Linked DNA regions of Sus scrofa: region 2 is linked to region 1. Evidence: chromatin contacts called from public HiChIP or PLAC-seq data. All regions are on one chromosome and are shown on one strand. The core of a region is the stretch at or near the end of the contact, and the rest is flanking DNA. Distances in the headings are between cores, read along the strand shown. Region 1 overlaps FPGS (folylpolyglutamate synthase, mitochondrial). Region 2 overlaps SLC25A25 (solute carrier family 25 member 25).

The links. HiChIP or PLAC-seq counts read pairs in DNA pulled down with a chosen protein or histone mark.
Region 2: an H3K27ac HiChIP or PLAC-seq map of alveolar macrophages shows a contact between it and region 1. The contact joins two enhancer-like sites. A contact is called at or near these places in 1 of 5 promoter capture datasets (liver), 1 of 47 Hi-C or Micro-C datasets (liver) and 2 of 2 datasets of contacts at active chromatin or transcription factors (alveolar macrophages and skeletal muscle).

What each region holds. Positions count from the first base shown.
Region 1 is chr1:268,292,953-268,295,983 of Sscrofa11.1, forward strand. All of the region lies in intron 2 of FPGS (folylpolyglutamate synthase, mitochondrial), which reads left to right. Among named protein-coding and RNA genes, the nearest start is that of FPGS, 13 kb to the left of the region's middle. Within about 2 kb of position 1,514, at least 2 of the 83 cell types and tissues checked have an H3K27ac peak or open chromatin away from gene starts, as enhancers often do. A contact at or near this core is called in alveolar macrophages, where this site is marked.
Region 2 is chr1:268,559,728-268,562,758 of Sscrofa11.1, forward strand. All of the region lies in intron 2 of SLC25A25 (solute carrier family 25 member 25), which reads left to right. Among named protein-coding and RNA genes, the nearest start is that of SLC25A25, 29 kb to the left of the region's middle. Within about 2 kb of position 1,549, at least 64 of the 83 cell types and tissues checked have an H3K27ac peak or open chromatin away from gene starts, as enhancers often do. A contact at or near this core is called in alveolar macrophages, where this site is marked.

The DNA.
Region 1 (3,031 bases), core at 264-2,763:
TTGTGAGGATAAAAAGAAATTGCAGGAGTTCCCGCTGTGGCACAGTGGGTTAAGAACCCAACTGCAGTGGCTTGGGTTGCTACAGAGGTAGCCCCGAGTAGTGGGTTAAAGATCCAGAGTGGCCACAGCTGTAGCATAGGTCACAGCTGTGGCTCAGATTCAATCCCTGCCCCAGGAACTTCCATATGCCACGGGTGTAGCCATAAAAAAAAAAAAAAAACAAAAAGGAAAAGAAAAGAAATTGCAATGCTAAGTATGGGCTAAGCGCTTAATAATAGCTAAAAGAACACACCCGAAAAAGCCAAGAGGAAGAACTTAGGGGAAGGGTGTTTCAGGCTGAGGCAACTATGTAAATGTAAGGTTGGAGGTGGAAGAGGCCAAGGCCAATTCCTGAAGTCTTTGTCAGCTGTCATGATGGAGCAGGAGACGAGGCAGTGACTCGGGCAGATCTGAGTTTAGAAAGCCCAACATAGTGCCTTGGCTGACCTGCTGTGTGACCCCAAGCTGTCTCTCTCCCTCTCTGGGCCTCAGTCTCCTGCCCCTACAGGTTCTAATCAGGGGTTGCAAATATCCAGTCTTTGTAAGTTTCCTTCTTCACTGGCCATGCGCCCCCTAGACAGGGTACTCCAAGAGTCAAGCCTTGTCATCTGTCCCCAGAACCCAGCATCCCCCACACCCAGCCCAGGTCTGGCATAGAGACCGTGTCTCACCAAATGAAGGAGTGAATGGACGGATGTCTTTGGGAGGGTGGGGGTTAAAGCAGGATTCCTGGCCCCTCACCCTCCACACAGGTCTGCAGACCTGGACCCTGACCTGCTAGCCAGTTCCCCTGTGCCCTTGTCTTTTCTTGGCCGTCCAGACAATGGCTTTGTTTCCATTGTTCTTGCTGGAGAATGAGAATGCGTCGGTGGTGGCACAGTCAATAGTAGTTCTCCAGCTGTGCCATGAAGGTGCCTTTGATTTTCTCCTTTAGAGGCTTCTCTGTTTTCTTCTACAAACCTCTATGGGATTTGCAAATAAAAAGCAGTAATGCAAAGGAGATAAGTGGACCTCAAAGAAAATACAAGGGAATTTTAAACATCAGAAAAAAATACTCAGAGTTCCCGTCGTGGCTCAGTGGTTAATGAATCTGACTAGGAACCATGAGGTTGCGGGTTCGATCCCTGGCCTTGCTCAGTGGGTTAGGGATCCGGCGTTGCCGTGAGCTGTGGTGTAGGTCGCAGACGCAGCTTGGATCTGGCATTGCTGTGGCTCTGGTGTAGGCCGTGGCTACAGCTCCGATTAGACCCCCTAGCCTGGGAACCTCCATATGCGGCGGGAGTGACCCTAGAAAAGGCAAAAAGACCAAAAAAAAAAAAAAAAATCAACTTCTTTCATAATAAAATAAATGCAAATGATAACCACCCCGAGATTCCGTTTTTCCGCCTGTGCGTTGGCCGGATCACTGCTGATTAACAGTGTGTGCTGGTGAGGAAACAGCTGGCTCCTGCCCCACGGGGGTGTGGGGTTGGAAACTGGGTCCTGTCCCTCTGGAGGACAATGCGGCAATCTGTGTTTAAGGGTTAAATGCAAGTCACCTTTGACCCAGCAATTGTACTTCTTGGAATTTATCCATCAGATGTGCTCACACATGGAGAAAATGATGTTACCCATTGCAGCATCACTGGTAATAGCACAATGTTGAAAACCTAAATGCCCATCAGTAGGAGACCGACTGAATGTATGACACTCTTCTCTCACAAAGGAGTACTCTGCTGCTTTGAAAAAACAAAAATGAGCCAATGGAGCAGCTCTTATGTACCAGCACAGTCCAGAATAAGGTCCAGAAATTAAAGATACGTGGAAAAAGTACAATACAACATATATTCACTATCTTTGAGTATCTTTGCTACAATATTTATTTGCTATCTTTAAGTATAAAAGGGAAATCAATATATATTTTTATTTGTAAATACATAAAATGGAAAGATCACAAGAAACATAACTTTGCTTTTTTTGCAGGGCGGGGCGGGGGGGCACATGTGTGGCATATGGAAATTCCCAGGCTAGGGGTCAAATCGGAGCTACAGCTGCCGGCCTACACCACAGCCACAGCAACACCAGATCCAAGCCACATCTGCAACTTATACTGCAGCTCCTGGCAGCACTGGATCCTTAACCCACAGGGCAAGGCCGGGGATTGAACCCAAATCCTCAGGGGTACTAATAGGGTTTGTTACCACAACGGGACCTCCGGGCATACGCCTTTAAAAATCCTTTGTGGGAGTTCCTGTCGTGGCGCAGTGGTTAACGAATCCGACTAGGAACCATGAGGTTGCGGGTTCAGTCCCTGCCCTTACTCAGTGGGTTAACGATCTGGCGTTGTCGTGAGCTGTGGTGTAGGTTGCAGACACGGCTCGGATCCTGTGTTGCTGTGGCTCTGGTGTAGGCCGGATGCTACATCTCTGACTGGACCCCTAGCCTGGGAACCCCCATATGCTGCGGGAGTGGCCCAAGAAATGGCCAAAAGACCAAAAAAAAAAAAAAAAAAAAATCCTTTGTGCCTCAGTTTCATCACCTGTACAAGGAGGGTCATAAAAGTTGTACCTATTTGATAGGGTTTTGATGATTAAATGAGCAACTAATGTGGAAGGTGTTTAGAGCCAGTGCCTGGCCCTGAGAGGCGCTACCTAACTGTTTTCTAGGTAAATATCTTACAGGGATCCCTATAAGCTTATGATTTGAGTCAGAAGGTTAAGAGGCAGAAAATATTGTCACTTGCATCAAAGCCCTGTGGATGTCTAGGTGTGTCTGTGATTTTATGACTGTCGAGAATCATGAGGGCGAGGCATGGGGAGAGGGAGAAGGTTAAGCAAAAGAAACATATGTAAAGCCTCTTTATGGTCATTTTTATGAAGTTATGAAACTTTATCCATGGATACATACAAAGTTACAATGATTAAAAAAAAAGGAAACGAAAGGAGAAGAGGACCTGTCTTCCATGGGGCGGGGGTGGGGAGCCCCTAGCAGCGATATGGAAAGTGGAAGTCTA
Region 2 (3,031 bases), core at 299-2,798, 270 kb after region 1:
ATTTGCCCGGGAGTAAACAGAGTCAACAGAAGGGGTAGAAGTGAGATTTCACTCCAGGCTACCCGGAGCTTTGCCCTGTCCTGCCTCGCCTTCTCTGAAGAAAGCCGTTTTTAATGAGACCAGTTGCGTCCTCGGGATTAGAGCGAAAGGCTGTCTTGCTGAGATTTCTCCTGCCTGCGGTAGGAATACCTTGTTCACCTCCTGAGCCTCAGTTATTCTGAATCTCTTCTCCTCTCTCCGGATAAAAATCCACTGGAAAAAGGAAGGAGATGCTGCCCTGTGTGGGGCACACAGTAGCATCCAAAAAAGGTTCTGCTGCATTGAAGAAAGAAATGTTCATTTCTGCTTTGCTAAGTGGGAGGGACTTTTGATGCAGCACATTTGGCAGTGGTTTCAGGTTAAGCCCTGAGCAGAATCCTTAGTCTGTGACAGGCTCGTCCTGGGCGGCAGGGGTCTCGGCGTCTCTGCTGTGCCTGAGCTGTGCTTTGGTGGGCGTCATTTTCCATCATTTTAGAGGAGCTCAGAAGCGGCCGTGGCTCTGTCTGTTGTGAGGAACTTTTATCTCCAGACCTACTGTCCTTAAGGCCAAGGGACCAAGGAATTGGCTCGCTCCCTTTTCAGTTCACCTACTTTTGACATTAATCATTAACTGCTCCATTTCCCAGACACACCGACTTGGCATCTCTTACCAGCGCCCCCACCCCGAGCTGGCATCAGGACTCTGTGTTCGGAACAGCTTCTTTCCTGCCGACAGAGCAGGGAGCAGGGCAAGGTGAACCTGAGACCCACACCTCTCGCCGGCACTTCTCCCCACAAGTGAGATGGAGCAGCTGGCTGGGGGTGGGGGAACCCCCAAGAGGGAGATGGGTCAGCCGGTTTGGTTTGTAGCAAGCAGGAAAGAAAACACGTCTGGGTGTGTGGACTCTTTCAAAGCAGAGAAACCAAGAGTGGCAACAGAGTGTTTCAGCAGCGTGTGTCCTTTGCCAGTGAAGGCAGGGGTTGGGGTTTGCGATCGGCGGGGCCAGTGGGGCCTGGCCTCGCCACTTCTTTCAGGAAGAGGCTGCCACAGCCTCATGGAAACCTCAGTGAGACTTTGGTTCTCAGGCTTCTTGGTTTCCCAGCAGCGCTACTTTGTTTGACTCTCGCTTCCCTCTTTTAAATATGTCTGCTAGTGAGTCAGGCTCCCGCAAGCTTTTATTCTAGGAACTGTTCCAGTTTCCCCCTTTATCTTTGTCTTACAGTTGCCCTGCAGTTGGAGAAGAAAGCCATTAGTCTGGAGTGGGAGGTACCCTCGGCGGCATTCAAGCTTTCAAATCCTGAGGGGCCGTCTTCTCAGAAGCTCAGAGAATTTTGCTCATTGTGTGTCTAATTGCCAAGTGCAGGCAGGTTTCATTGGAAACCGGCTCCACTGGGCTGTCATGGCAACCTGATCATCAAATGACACCGCGGCCACAGCAGCAAATGAGGTTCGCGAGCCTTATGGGTGGGTGGGGCTAGAACAGCCCGATGCTGGCGGCAAGGCTCCTTCACGCATGAACATTTTTGGCTTCGTCTGAGTCATTGGGGAAGGGAGGGGGGATACTTTGTGAGCTAATGCTTCACTCCCAAAGGTATTCTACCTGCCCCGTTCTTACTCACGGTATTCCAGTCCTTACAGGAAGCACCGGTTTCTTTGGCACAAGGCAGCGTGGTAGCACAAGGAAGGCGTGTGGGCCGGGGCGGGGGGGGCATTGGCAGATCAGAGGGTGAGAAGATGCTCGGGAGAGGAACAGCCACCTAGCAGATGAGGGAAACCGAATACCACTGGCTCGGACGGGACCTGGAGTGGTGGCCCTTGATTCCCGCCCCCAGCTACAGGAATGGACATCGGGAGAAAGGAAACAGGAGTAGATCCGGGTCACAGAATTAGAACAGGTAAAGGGAGCAAAGGAGACGTGTAGATGGCAGGAGGGGGAGAGAGAGAACATTACACAAGGATCCAGAAGTGCCTGGAGCTGGTGTGAAGCATCAGGGAGGGAACCCGAGCCCTGCTTTATTCTTCTTCCTTATTTGTATTTCCCACGTATGTGTTCAGCGTGTAACAGACTCGGTTTTTTTATGGTATTGTTCTATAGCTAAGGCGAGGGCTACACTTGCTCCTGACTCCTGCCACCTTCCCACATGAGGGAGTGCGCATGTAATTCTCAGGGTCTGGCTGACCAGCGTCCTTTGGAAACTGAATTCTAAAATCTCTTGTTGGCAGACTCCGGTTCGGGTGCTGTTTTAAGCGGCTTTTGAAACAAGAGTCGGGCCCTGGGTGAGCCTCAGCCCACTGCCAACTGGCTCTGGGGCCTGGGCAAACCGGGGTAGGAGCTCCTGGTCTATTTGATCATCTCAGATGACCCCAGGGCCCCTCTGGGGCCCAGTGTCTGTAATTCCAGGGGTGGAGCTGTTGCCTTAGACACCAGATGCCCGGAGATTGGCTCAACTGACAAGTTCCAGTTTCCTTTTTTTTTTCTTTTTCTTTTTTTTTTTTTGGCTTTTTAGGGCCGTATCCTCAGCATATGAAGGTTCCCAGGCTAGGGGTCAAATCGGAGCTCTAGCCACAGGCCTACACCACAGCCACAGCAACGCAGGATCCGAGCCGCGTCTGTGACCTACTGCACAGCTCACGGCAATGCAGGATCCTTAACCCACTGATCGAGGCCCAGGATCAAACCCGAGTCCTCATGGATCCTAGTCAGATTCATAAACCACTGAGCCACGCTGGGAACTCCCAAGTTCCATTTTCTGTGTGAGAACGGAGTTCTGCATGACCTGTGCAGCTCAGGTGGGTGGATGGTTTAAATAAATAAGAACATACGCCAGTTTACGTGTGTCCAGTGAAGATGACAGTTGCAAAAGAAAATGCGTTGGAGCCCTCTTTTTTTCCTACGATTTGTAACATCAGGGTAGAATTAACAAATGTGTGCAGAACTTTCCAGAGAATGTTTCCTGACACTGTGACCTCATTGGCCTATAGCGTCATGCGCCTCTGTTATAATCAAAGAGA